Linked DNA regions of Ovis aries: region 1 is linked to region 2. The links are chromatin contacts, called in public Hi-C maps. All regions are on one chromosome and are shown on one strand. The core of a region is the stretch at or near the end of the contact, and the rest is flanking DNA. Distances in the headings are between cores, read along the strand shown.

Region 1 (6,706 bases), core at 568-3,067, 310 kb after region 2:
GGTATGGGGGCGTCTCTGAAGGTTGTCCCCCCTGGTTAAGGCTCCCAGGTTCACATCTCTCCTGCCATTTTTGCCTGCTGCTCTGGGCCTTCCTTCGAAGCATTTAAAGTGCCTGGCACTAGTGGGAGCTCAACAGATGTTAATTCCTTTCTCCACTTTTATCTGAAAAACTGTGTGTGTCCGGGTGTCCTCCTGGCCTCTGCGCCTGCTTTATGAGATCAGTTAATCGGTGCGTGTTTCCGTGGCATGGGCTCGGCTCTTTGTCGGGATGCCCTGCGGGTTCTCTGCTCCACGGATGTCTCTCTTCTCCGAGCGACTGTTAAGCGATTTCTCAGATGATCTCTGCCTTCCCTTTCGCGATGCGTCCACTCTGCCTCCCTCACCCACACACGGTACTGCATGGCCATAAACGGCGTCCCCAGCACTCCGCTTGCTGCGTCCCTTCGCAGTGCCTTCCAAGCTCTCTCTCACTTTTTTTCCCCCTAAAACCTGCAAACGCGTTCCTTGGTGTGTCCTCTACAATCGCTGAGTCTGTGAGCCTTCGCTATGCTCGAGTTGTGTGTGTCTGTGTCCACGCTCTCTCCGGAAGGCGGAGCGGGGTGCGACACCCGAGTCTGCCCAGAATGCAGTGTAACCACCTCCCCCCAAGCCCTGCACCCCGACACCCCGATGCTGGTCTCTCTCTAGGTCAGTGAGTCAGCCCCAGCCGCGAGCGACGCGTCTTTGGGGGATGAGGAGCCACCGAGAATCCTTCTCTCTAGGGGACCGAGGTCCTTGCTCCCGGGTGAGCGCTGGGTGTGTGTGTGTGTGACTCCCCGGTTCTCTGGGAACGCCCGTGTGCCCTCCTCCGCCCGCGTACGCGGAGCGCCCGTATCAGCCTCTGAGAGTACACGGTGGGCACCCACCCCACCCGCCCCTCCACGCCCCGTACGCGGCCGCCCATGTGTCCCCAAGTCCCTGCGGGTAAAGTGTGTGTCCCACCTTCACACGCGGAGCGCCTGGGTCCCGGGCTCTCCGCGGCTCTACGGTTGGGACGCCCCCCACCCCCCGAAGCGGACGGCTAGTGCCAGCCGGTCCTCTCGGTTCGGCGTCTGGACGCTGCCCTCCTCCCATCCACCCCCAAACGTCGTGGGGGCAGAGGAGCCATTTCACTCATCTCTTCCCTGGTTGCCTCTCTCCCTCAGCGGGACCGAAAAGGCTAGAAAAGCCCCGCGGGCGCCGTCGGAAAGTCCCCGCAGCGCAGGGGCTGCGGCGGCCTCGGCCCCGCCGCCAGGGGCCGCCCGCCCGCCCGCTCGCCCGCTCGCCTCCCCCGGCCACACGCCCCGGCGCCTGGCCGGCCCCGGACGGCGGCGGCCGTCAGCCACCCTCGCCCGGCCCTGCCCTGCCCCGCCGCGGCGCGCGCGGACGGCAGCCGAAGCGAGTCACCGCTCCGCCAGCCCCGAGCCAGGTGCAGCCGGGTCGGTCAGGGGGCGGCGCGGCTGGGCGGCCGGGGACGCCCTTTCCCCCCTGCTCTCAGCCGCCCGGCCTCACCTTGTGGCTCTGGTAGGTCTCGAGCGCGCGGATCGCCGTCTCGGTGAGCTTCACATGCAGTACGGTGATGTGGTCCTGTCCCAGCCTCCCGCACGACAGCCCGTACCGCTGCTCTTCCCGCAGACCCGCCGCCGCCGCCGCCCCCCCCGCCGCCATCTTAAACTCCCCGGGGTGCCGCCGCCGACGCCGCTCGGGCTCCAGCCTCCACTGCGGCCGCGGCTGCTCGGGCGTCTGCAGCCGCCGCCACAGCTACGGCCATCCCGCTGCTGACGTACTGTCATATACTGCGCGCAGGCCAGACCTCCGGCGGCCACCGCCGCCGCCCGCCCCGCCCTCCGGCCTCCTGCCCCGCCCCTGGCTCGTCTCATTGGACCCCGGGGCTCCTCAGGACCGCCCTTATTGGCCACCTCCCACTCTCACGGGGCGGAGCCCAAAGTAGCCGGAGTTTTGCTCCCGGGACGGGACGTCCGAGAGGTGAGAGGCTGACGTCGAGGTGACGCACCAACTTAATCACACCTGACGTCACGCCTGATCGGCTTGCTTCACGGGCGGCTGTTGGCCAGGCTGGTTTGGGGGTGTGTGTTGGGGAAATCTCCTGCTAATTTAGGGTGTCCAGGTTGCCTGGTCTGACTCCCTGGAGGCCGAGCTCCGCCCCTTGTGGGGGTACTCAGAGGTGGGAGTGTAGTGGAGGAGACTCTTCCTGCGCTGGTGGTCCTTGGGGAGGGAGATTCCCTACCCCAAATTGATGGCCAAGTAAAGACTTCGTTCCCCGACGGCTGCTTTAGCCTGTGGAGTAGGATGTGTGCGTGTGAGGGAAGATCGCAGTCACTTGTGGAGAGTTGCTCCTCAGAACTCACCGCTTTGATGAGCGGCTGGAACTGGGGAGGAGGACGCTCTTCCTCGTCATCCTTTCGCCCGAAATTTGAAATTAGCGAGTTGGCCCCTGGCTTTGAAGAATTCTGCTAGATTGTGTGAAGCCTCTTAACGAACGTGAAGCTAGTTTAGGAACCGGTACCTGAGGCTTTGGTGCGGTGGGCACAGCAGAAAACGGAAATTGAAGGGTTTTCCCACGCCGTGCCCGGTTGCCATCCCGGAGAAATGTATTCCGTTCCTTTGAAATTCTCCAAAGTAGGAGCAGGGTTATGTATAAATTATGCATGCACGCATGGGACTTGGGGCGGAACTTAGGGTTTTCCTTTCGAAGGGCAGTAGGAGAGTTTAAGTGGCCTTCACTTATATTAAGAGACACAGCGACATCATGCCCTGGTTTCGTCTGGGTTCTGTCCGTTTCATCTGACAGGGAGGTGTTTGAGCTGTTGCTGTTAAGTGGAGGAGACCGGCGCGTGAGGGGGTGAGGAGGCTGGGCGCACATTCCGTTCCTTGCGACGCTCCGTGTGTGGGCGTGGCTAAAGGAAGACGCCTAAGCCCGAGCGCTTTTCAGCGCGGCGTGTGGATCCACTGGACAGGCTTCCGGTCAGACGATGAGTTAACCGGAGATCAGCGACACCAGATATTAAAAAAGCAAACTATTCAAAGGCATGAAACTACTGCAAGGTCTTTTTTTTTTCAATTACTTAAAAAAATTTGAGACGCTTTTTTGTTTCCCTCAGATTGTAAAACTCCGTTGCGTTGACTGGGATGTCCCCAGGAAAAATGTATAGGTATTTAATCAGTGTTTCCCATACTTTTAAATTGGATAGTGCCATTATTTTTTTCCAGGCAGTTCCAAGTGGGAGTTTTCCATGATTCACCTCCCGCTTTTAATCAATCCCCTACCGTTCATGTACACTACCTCGCGTTTCAGACCCTTGAGCCTTACAGATGACAGAACAGATTACAGATTCGTTCTGTAAACAAATTACTGAACGAATCCTCCTTGCATAGAATATGGGTTAAGTGGAAACGCCTGTATTAAGTGTTGTTACGCCACAGGAAAGCATTTTTGAAATGGACTTAATTTCAATCCACTAGATTCTGCTTGCTGTTAAGACATGATTAACACTTGTTAATCTAGTTTACTAGAGTGTTTAATTATCTTAAATTCATTAAATAAGCCAGGCAATCACAAAATAATTTAAAAAGTAATTTTATTCTTGAATTATTCTTTTCTCCTGTTGGCTTTACTTTAATAGGGAAGGACTGACCACATATCCAAAGCTTTAATTATTTGGGGGTGGGGGGTGGGGGAGACTGACCAGAACAAGTAAAACCTGTATACTATTCCTTTTTTGGTGAAGGTGGGTAAATCCCCGCCCACATGGCATCTTAACTTGGCCTCCTCTTACTCAGAACTTCTGATGACATCCACAGGGTGGGGAAGGAGCTAGGGTGCTTTTCACTATAGTTTTTAAATGTCTGACCTGCAGGCACTTAATAGAAATTGATTTTTTTTTCTTAGTTGTGATAAGAAAAAGTTTTTCTTGTTGTATTTTAGTGAGTAACCTAATCTTTCAGCGAGTACTACAGTATATTATTGTAGTGAGTTAATGTCTGTATTTTCTCCCTTTGGAGCATTTCAACTATGGAAGGAAGCAATGACCATGTGTTAATACAAAGTAATAGGGTAATCTAGTTGTGTGTTTCTTCACTGCAAAGTACGCATTATGCCTGCCTGAATCAATTGGACAAGTTGTGATGCTGATAAGGGTAACTCATTCTCAGGGGGCTGATGAAAGTTGCTCTTTGGGAGGTTTGCTATTTTATAATTATTTTTAGTTTTTAGTTATTATTCAGTTTCATTAACAAACAATTATTGAATGCTAAATAAATGTAAAATGCTGTGGAAGATTTAAAAATTAAACAGCATAGTCTCTTATTTAAAGGGATTTTCTGTTTGAATATGGGGAAGGAACCAACAAACTCAAAGCAAAGAGATTAGAGAATTAGTAAGTGCTAAATTTGGGTGGTAGAGTTTATGAGCTTAAAGCTTCAAAGAAAGAGTCTGGAGAAGTTTTGTGGAGGTGTAGACCTTGAACATTTTTTGAGGTTTTAGTAGATTCTAGATAAGTAGAGCTGGTAAAGATGGGGAGGGGCCAGCTAAAAGTGATCTTAATGATGATTCTAGCTAAACTCAATCATTTATGAATGAGGAGGCTGAGACACCATTAATTTAAAAGCAAGCTGCCTAATCTATTACAACTAGGAGAGGTAGAGTCTGCATCAACTCTAGTCACTATTTACACTGAGGTAGCTATTGTTTAGACTTAATAACTGAGAGTAAATCTCTTATATGATAATTCAGTGCAGAAAAAAAGGCTAAAAGGAAGTAACCTGGTTCAGGGCCTGCTCTATCTCTCATGTCTAGTGTGCAGTGCAGACAGAGGTTGTGGGAACATCAAGGCCATCGCTGACCTTCAAGTGCTGGGTCACCCCTCTTTCTGAGTTGCCATGTATTTAATGACAGTTTCTCACTTCTCCTTTGAAACTGAGGTCACCAATTCAGGTGCCTTCAGGGACCATTAGGTACCCAAATAAGCCAGACGGTATGCCATAGGTACTGAGGGTGCTGGACTGTGGTGAGTTATGGGTGATTAAAAGGTTCAGTGACTTTCTGGTCTAGCTGTGTGCTGCTAGCGGCCTGCAGGGACCCAATGTTGTCTGATGTAATTTTTCAAGAAAAGCTATAAATCAAATATTTTTACATGAGCTTTCTAAGTTTATTTATTGGCACCTAACTGAAAATCTCGATAAACATTAGAGAAGTCTGTTGGTCTGAGTTAGCTCAACTTTCTAGTTTTCAATCTCTGCTATAATGCTTTTCAGTGCAGAAGGCCTTTCTGTCTTATATTGATACATGTCTTAGTACTTTTGTGAGTTATTTATTAAAGCCACTTATAGCATTGTTCCTACTAATGTGTTAATCCAATTTTAAGACATTAGTAGGAACAATTATATAAGTAGCTTTAAGAAATGGAAACAGTGACAGACTATTTTCTTGGGCTCCTAAATCACTGCAGATGGTGACTGCAGCTATGAAATTAAAAGATGCTTGCTCCTTGGAAGAAAAGCTGTGACTAGCCTAAATAGCATATTAAAAAGCAGAGACATTGCTGGCAAAGCTATGGCTTTTCCAGTAGTCCAGTATGATTGTGAGAGTTGGACCATAAAGAAGGCTGAAGGCTGAAAAATTGATGCTTTTGAGATGCGATGTTGGAGAAGACTCTTGAGAGTCCCTTGGATGCAAGGAGATCAAATCAGTCAATCCTAAAGGAAATCAATCCTGAATATTCATTGGAAGGACTGATGCTGAAACTGAAGGTCCAATACTTTGGTCACCTGATGGGAAGAGTCAGCTCATTAGAAACCCTGATGCTGGGAAAAATTGAAGGCAGGAGAAGGGGACGACACAGGATTAGATGGTTGGATGACATCACTGACTCAATGGACATGAGTTTCAGCAAGCTCTGGGAGATGGCGAAGGACAGGGAAGCCTGGCATGCTGCAGTCCATAGGGTTGAAAAGAGTTGGACACGACTGAGCGACTGAACAACAACATCTTAATACAAGGCAGTAATTTCTGTTATGAAAAGAGAACACAGAACCTTACAGAGTTATAGCTGAGCTCTCTGGAAGAATATCCAGGTGGGAATTCTTTCCCCTTGGAATTCTCTGTTCCTTATGCCTCTTTCCCTCCCATTGTGTTTGATCCCACAACATTGCACTGCTCTTCCTTCAAGACTTTACCCAGTCCTGTGCAAAAATCTCCTCCTTTCCTTGGACACAACTGAAATAGTAGTTTTATGGTTTTATAGGAACTTCACCAAATGTTCGTAGAGAATAAGGCTGCAGGACCTACAGGAGGCACATAAATATTTGTTGCCCAAACACAGATCCAACCAGTCCATTCTGAAGATCAGCCCTGGGATTTCTCTGGAAGGAATGATGCTAAAACTGAAACTCCAGTACTTTGGCCACCTCATGCAAAGAATTGACTCATTGGAAAAGACTCTGATGCTGGGAGGGATTGGGGGAAGGAGGAGAAGGGGATGACAGAGGATGAAATGGCTGGATGGCATCACTGACTCAATGGACGTGAGTCTGAGTGAACTCCGGGAGTTGGTGATGGACAGGGAGGCCTGGCATGCTGTGATTCATGGGGTCGCAAAGAGTCGAACACGACTGAGCGACTGAACTGAACTGAAACACAGATTTTAAGCTGAACAGTTGTTTGGTCGTG
Region 2 (7,129 bases), core at 328-2,827:
GAAAGAGAAAAAATAAATGTATTATATTAACGCATACATATGGAATTTAGAAAAATGATACTGACGAACCTATTCACAGGGAAGGAATGGAGACACAGGTATACAGAAGGGACTTATGGACACAGTGGAAGGAAAGACTGGGACAAAAGGAGAAAGTTACTCTGACATATGCACTAACGTGTAAAAGAGATAACTGGTGAAAATTTGCCATATAACACAGTAAGCCCACCTTGACGCTCTGTGAAGACCTAGAGGGGTGGGAAGTGGGGATGGATGGGATGCTCAAGAACGTCGGCATATGCGTGTAATATGGCTGATTTTTATAAAGCAGTTTTCCTCCAGTTAAAAATATAAAAACCTATCAGACTCATCTAGCTTCCAACTTTGAACACATGCACGTGTGTGGGTTTTTTGTTTTGTTTTTTCCTCACAGAAACATAAATAGAAAAAAACAAAGTTGCAAAGTTCAAAAGATGAGAGTGAAACCCATCTCCTCCCCCCCCAAGTTTAAAGACCCAATTTTTTAAGCTTATGTGCATATATCTACATTATTTGTATCTAGAGAAATAACTTTTATTTACCCCCAAAGAAAGCATACTACACAGTATTCCATACTTTGTAACAAATTCATTCATTACATCATGAACCGTGCTGGTGAGTATGTGGTTAGAAAGTAATTCACATGTCTACATTGTATTTAACCACTTCCCAGCTGAGGCTCATTTGAGCTCTTGTCACTTTTCTGGCAATAAACACCATTATACATTATATGCTGGAGAAGGCGATGGCACCCCACTCCAGTACTCTTGCCTGTAAAACCCCATGGGCGGAGGAGCCTGGTAGGCTGCAGTCCATGGGGTCGCTAAGAGTCGGACACGACTGAGCGACTTCACTTTTCCCTTTCATGCATTGGAGAAGGAAATGGCAACCCACCCCAGTGTTCTTGCCTGGAGAATCTCAGGGACGGCGGAGCCTGGTGGCCTGCCGTCTCTGGAGTCGCACGGAGTCGGACACGACTGAAGCGACTTAGCAGCAGTAGCATACATTATATGCATCGTGATGAACTCCTATTAAATATTTTTGTGAGGTAAATTTCTGGAAGACAGACTCCGGGTGAGTTCAATAAACACCATTATACATTGACTATATGCATCATGACAAACTAAATATTTTATGAGGTAAATTTCTAGAAGACAGACCCTGAGTGAGTTCAATAAACACCATTATACATAGATTATACGCATCGTGACGAACTCTAGTAAATATTTTTATGAGGTAAATTTCTAGAAGGAAAACCCCCGGGTGAGTTCAAAATCTAGATAAATGTGATGAGCTCAGCAAACGTTTTAAAATGAAGTGGGGGAGCCCACGTCGGTAAAACACACGATTGAGACGGTCAGCTCAGAGGTCCCGGCGGAGCGCGGCGAGCCGGCGGCCGCGGTCAGGCAGGGTCAGCAGCCCGCGACGCCTCAGAGGCCGCCCCGGGGGCGGGCGCGCTCGGGTCACGTGGGCGGTGGCGCCCCGCCCCGCCCGGTCACGCGGAGCGCCACGCGGCCGCCGGCTTCCCTGGCCGGTTCAGTATCCTCACGCGGCGGCGCTGCGGCCGGGTCTCGCGGAGGTGGGGCAGGGACTCAGGGAAGGTAAGTTCTGTTCCCGGCGCGGGCCTGGGCGGCCTCTCGCGGGGCGGGGCTCGCGAGACTAGCCACTTCCGGCCGGGCGGCGGGCCCGGGGCTCGGGCTTCCGGTGGCGCAGGAGACTGGGGGTGGGTTCGCGGTTGCAGTGCTGCATTTCATCCTGGGTCTTCTGAGCGCTGCGGTCCCGCCGCCCTAGACGCAGCTCTCCTTAACGATGAACCCCCAGCACAGGCTTCTGCCCGGGCACTGCGGGCCCATCGAGCTTGTTCACCGTCAAGGCTGGTCCTCACTCCGGACCTGCAGCTTCCGTTCAGTTCAGTTGCTCAGTCGTGTCCGACTCTTTGCGACCCCATGGACTGCAGCACGCCAGGCTTCCCCGTCCATCACCAACTCCTGGAGTTTACTCAAACTCATGTCCACTGAGTGGGTGATGCCATCCAACCATCTCATCCTCTGTCATCCCTTTCTCCTGCCTTCAATCTTTCCAGCATCAGGGTCTTTTCAAATGAGTCAGTTCTTTGCATCAGGTGGCCAAAGTATTGGAGTTTCAGCTTCAGCATCACTCCTTCCAATGAATATTCAGGGCTACTTTCCTTTAGGATGGACTGATTGAATCTCCTTGCAGTCCAAGGGACTCTGAAGAGTCTTCAATACCACAGTGAAAAAGCATCAGTTCTGTGCTCAGCTTTCTTTATAGTCCAGCTCTCACATGCATACATGATTACCGGAAAAACCATAGCCTTGACTAGACGGACCTTTGTTGGCAAAGTAATGTCTCTGCTTTTTAACAGCCGCTTCCCTGGTCCATTTTTTAACAAGCTTTCCTGGCATTTGGCTTCCCTCATAGCTCAGTTGGTAAAGAATCCGCCTGCAATCTTCAGGAGACCCTGGTTCGTATTCCTGTGTCGGGAAGGTCCACTGGAGAAGAAATAGGCTAGCCAGTATTCTTGGGCTTCCCGGGTGGCTCAGCAGGTAAAGAATCCGTCCACAATGCGGGAGACCTGGGTTCGATCCCTGGGTTGCAAAGATCTCCTGGAGAAGCGAAAGGCTACCCGCTCCAGTATTCTGGCCTGAAGAATTCTAAAGAATCGGAGAGGACTGAGCGACTTTCACTTTTCTTAGCATTTGTGCTCTGAAATGTATGAAACTTGCCCCAGGGTTGCCGCAGCCCCAGCCGTCTTGGGTATCCGACTCCTGAAGTCTGCAGGCAGAATGATCACCCATGTCTTGATAGCCACGCTCTGGTTGTCTTTTCGGTTCTTGAGCTTGGTGTTGACAACTGCAGGTTGTCTTGACTCAAACGTTGAACACAGCTTGAAGTCCTTGCCCATAGGCTGTCAGAGCTGGCAGGACCCTTAAGAGATGACCGCCACGGTGATTGCAGAGTTTCCCACCCCCAGGACCCACCCTGGACACTTGACTGTCCTGAGACGTTTGTCCCTACCACTGCACTTAGTGCAGGTCTGCGTTATAGTCGCACACACTGCATCGCAGCGACATTAGCCGACTTCTCACAAGTCAGGCAGAGCTGGGGGTTCAAACCCAGGTGAGTGCAGCTGCTACTGTAAGGTCTCTAATGTCGCAGACGACACCTGCGGATTCCAGGACTGGCTGCGCAACTCTTAAATTATTAGGGAAGATGGTGACTGTAGCCATGAAATTTTAAAAGACACTTGCTTCTTGGAAGAAAAGCTGTGACCAACCTAGACAGCATATTAAAAAGCAGAGACATTACTTTGCCAGCAAAGATCCATCTAATCAAGGCTATTGGTTTTTCCAGTGGTCATGTATGGATGTGAGAGCTGGACTATAAAGAAAGCTGAACACCGAAGAATTGATGCTTTTGAACTGTGGTGTTGGAGAAGACTCTTGAGAGTCCCTTAAACTGCAGGGAGATCCGACCAGTCCTTCCTAAAGGAAATCAGTCCTGGGAATATTCATTGGAAGGACTGATGTTGAAGCTGAAACTCAAATACTTTCACCACCTGATGCAAAGAACATACTCATTGGAAAAGACCCTGATGCTGGGAAAGATTGAAGGCAGGAGGAGAAGGGGAGGGCAGAGGATGAGATGGTTGGATGGCATCACCAAAATGATGGACATGAGTTTGAGTAAGCTCTGGGAGTTGGTGATGGACAGGGAGGCCTGGTGTGCTGCAGTCCATGGGGTCGCAGAGAAGGACACGACTGAGCGACTGAACTGAACTGATTTCGTTTCAAACATTTGTTGACACGAGTCTTGCACATTGGCTTTCCTAAATTAAAAAAAATTCAAGACCATCATCTAAGGATATATATATGTGGAGGGTACACACAAACATCTTTGCGAAAAGGTTTTGTACCTTCAAGATAGTGTATATGCGTGCCACCTATTTTTATAAATCCGTGGATGCTACTTAGATAAAATGGTAAGATTTATATATCAGTCTTCACAAAGTTTAGACATAAGACCTAAGTTTGAATCTTCTCTGTGATTTTGTGAGTTTGGGCAAGCTTTTGTGAAAGTCCTTTACCCTTAGTTTCCTCATCTGGAAAATAGGCATTTTTTCCTGGGGATTAATGAATTCATATATGCAGAGTCCAAGCACTTGGCACTCACTAAAGGTAGCTAGTTTTATCTATTATTCTGCCAGACAAAGAAATCTAAAGCTATGGCATTTCTCATCTCTGAACCTAAAATAAAGGTGTCACCTTGGAGTTTTGCATTCTGATAAGTGTAGATCAAGTCCCCAGACTCAGTAAAAGCAACTTTGTGCTTTTCAGCTCAAGAATAAGAAGAAATTCCTTTAACTTCATGTTTCTTTTGTCCCCACTGTCTTATAGAAACTTAAGTTATGCTGAAAAAGATTCCCTATGCCGGAAAGGTATCTAATAGAGACAGAGGATTCATTTAGCCAATTAGTAATTTTATGTGGTGTTAGCACCTTTAGAAACCTAATTTTAGGTACAGTCCAAAAAATATCTCTTGAAGAGAACTGTGGAACAAAATGACTCAACATTTCTTTACGCAGTTTTCTTCTAGCTCCAATACTGAGTAATGCAGTTTAAGTTTTCATTTCATTTTCTTACTTTAGGAGTCTACTATCTTAAAGCTGACTCAACACAGAGAAAATGTGTAGGAGCATATGAATAGTGCATCAAAGTAACAGTAATTAAAGTGAACACAGTGACTTGTGTTGCTGTCTGAATGGACCATGATATTCACATTATTTAATTGAGAATAATATGGGTGTTAATTATAGTCACCAGATATCATAAATAGTACCACCTATGATGCTTGGAGGGAACAATTATTTGAAGGATGAGATAATACTTTTCTAAGCAAAATGCAAAACTGATCATATTTCTCTGAAACCTTTATCATTTAGCCCCAGCTTTCTCTGCTCATTTCTTATCAGCCCATGCAAAGTTCCCTACAATTTTCCTTGGTTGGGGGTGGGGGTGGGGAAACCCTGCAAAGTCTCTAAGAGACTGAAACGAGAAAGGATAGTGTTTGGTTCTCATTTATTTGGGAGTTCAATAGAATTTAATTAACTTCTGATGCTAATCCATATCTCATGTATTTTGGTACTTGCTTGAATCTTGTATTTCTTTTCTATTTGTTGCCTGGAAAAAGAAAAGTAAGAGAACTATAGATTTATTTCTTCCTCTATGGCAAGTCTTGAAATAAGCTGTACAAAAATTTCAAATAGTCTATTCATGATCTGTTTACATATACATTCTCTGAGGACACAAAGTACCATTTTATCCCTTTTCTTGGATTTTGGATTATTTGTTACATAAAGTAGGATACCACTTATATTTGGGGGGAAAAAGTAATTTTAAATATGAGTAAGTGTAATACATTTATAAACACTTAAAATTTATGTTTATCATCCCCTTGCTTTTCTTTGTAAATTTTCCCTATATACATTTATCCACAAATAATACATTGTTTTGTTTTGCCCCTTGTGGCACTTTATAAAAATAGCAGCATACTCTGAATTCTTAAAATTTTTTTGTTTAAAGTTACTTTTTGACTAATCCAACTTGACATAGCCATACATTTTCCACTGCTACACAATATTGCATTGAACGAGTGTAAAAATCATCCATTCTACTGTTGATAGATTTGACTTGTTTCCTATCTTTTGCTGTATAACCATTCTTGTGCATTTTTCCTGGTATACCTGTGCGCACTTCTAGGGAATGTATCTGAAGTGGGATTATTGGGTCATGAATGTGTTCAGCTTTGCTAGGGAATGCTAGATTGTTGTACCTCTAATTGATGTCATCACTAACAGTTGCTCCATATCCTTGCCAATACTTGTTATTTTTTGCCAGTCTGGTGGATGGAAAATAGAATCCTATTTTGACTTTGCTTTATATTTCTTTTACATTTTCCTACTAATTAGGTTGAGCATCTTTACATGTGATTTCTGGCTATTCAGATTTCCTCATCTGTGAAATGTTGAAATGTTTGTGTCTTTTGCCCATTTTTATAATGGTTGCCTTTTTCACTTGTTTATAGGAATACTTCATGCTTTCTGAATCAGTCCTTTGTTAGTTATATGTGTTGCATATTCCATATTTTTCTTTTTCTTCAGCCTATTCCCCCCTCCTCTTTTCAATTCATCTGTCTGTCCCCGTTTTTCTTATCACTATTGCCCTTCTGTTCTGTCACAAAATGTGATAATGACTGCACATGCAGCAGTACGGAGGTAAATGTTACCATCTGAGTAGTTTGTATACTTTGGGCACCTGCCAAAATCAAGTAAAACCAGATAATGGTTTAGAAAAGTTCCAATCCAGCCTCTGGTCAAGCATGGCTAATCCAGAAAGTCTAAATATTGGATATTCTTCAGAAATTGTGTTAGACCTCATTCCCTATTGACACTCCCACTCCAAGTGATTCTGTTGAATTCTATAGTTTGAAAACTTCCAAATTTCTCTCTCTAGTGAGTCTCAATTCTAGTCTCATATATCTGACTTTTGACTTGATATCTCTTGAGTACCTCAGACTCACTCTGTACAAAATGTAACTAGTTCCTGATTTTTCCCTTCTTTCAAAGTATCATTCCTTTCTCATCTGCCCAATCACAATCACAAACCACATAGTTGCACCAACCTAAAACCTGGGAGTTAAATGGCAGCCCACTCCAGTATTTTTGTCCTGAGAATCCCACGGACGGAAAAGCCTGGCGGCCTGCGGTCTGTGGGGTCACAAAGAGTCAGAAACAACTGAAGCGACTTAGCACATCCTTATTTCTTTTCTGTAGCTCCTTCATTCCAGTTCATCAGCCCAAACTGAGTTTGTGCCTCACTCAATTTTCTTACTGGGCAGAGGCAGGAACTGTGAATTCGATGTATAAAGGAAAGCACTACACTAATCAAGTTTAGGAAATTACAGAGATGTCATATTTGTTCCCTGAAGTTTGCATTGTTAACCGTTGCTCTAATTATTAGGAGAAAAAGGAAATAAATACAGACATTCTTGGCAAAACAGGATATACAGT

Evidence for each region. A called contact is a pair of places that touch in the nucleus more often than the background predicts.
Region 1: a contact with region 2 is called in a Hi-C map of tail adipose tissue, with 4 times the contacts expected there. The contact joins the promoter of ELL2 here to the promoter of RFESD in region 2. A contact is called at or near these places in 2 of 16 Hi-C or Micro-C datasets (hypothalamus and tail adipose tissue).

What each region holds. Positions count from the first base shown.
Region 1 is chr5:92,916,311-92,923,016 of ARS-UI_Ramb_v3.0, forward strand. It overlaps ELL2 (elongation factor for RNA polymerase II 2), which reads right to left and starts at 1,818. Exons shown (of 12, transcript XM_027970525.2): 1 at 1,531-1,818. The coding sequence starts at 1,686. LOC114115026 (a long non-coding RNA gene) reads left to right here and starts at 1,963. Exons shown (of 6, transcript XR_003589533.3): 1 at 1,963-2,004.
Region 2 is chr5:92,606,259-92,613,387 of ARS-UI_Ramb_v3.0, forward strand. RFESD (Rieske Fe-S domain containing) reads left to right here and starts at 1,578. Exons shown (of 5, transcript XM_060416026.1): 1 at 1,578-1,640; 2 at 3,415-4,042.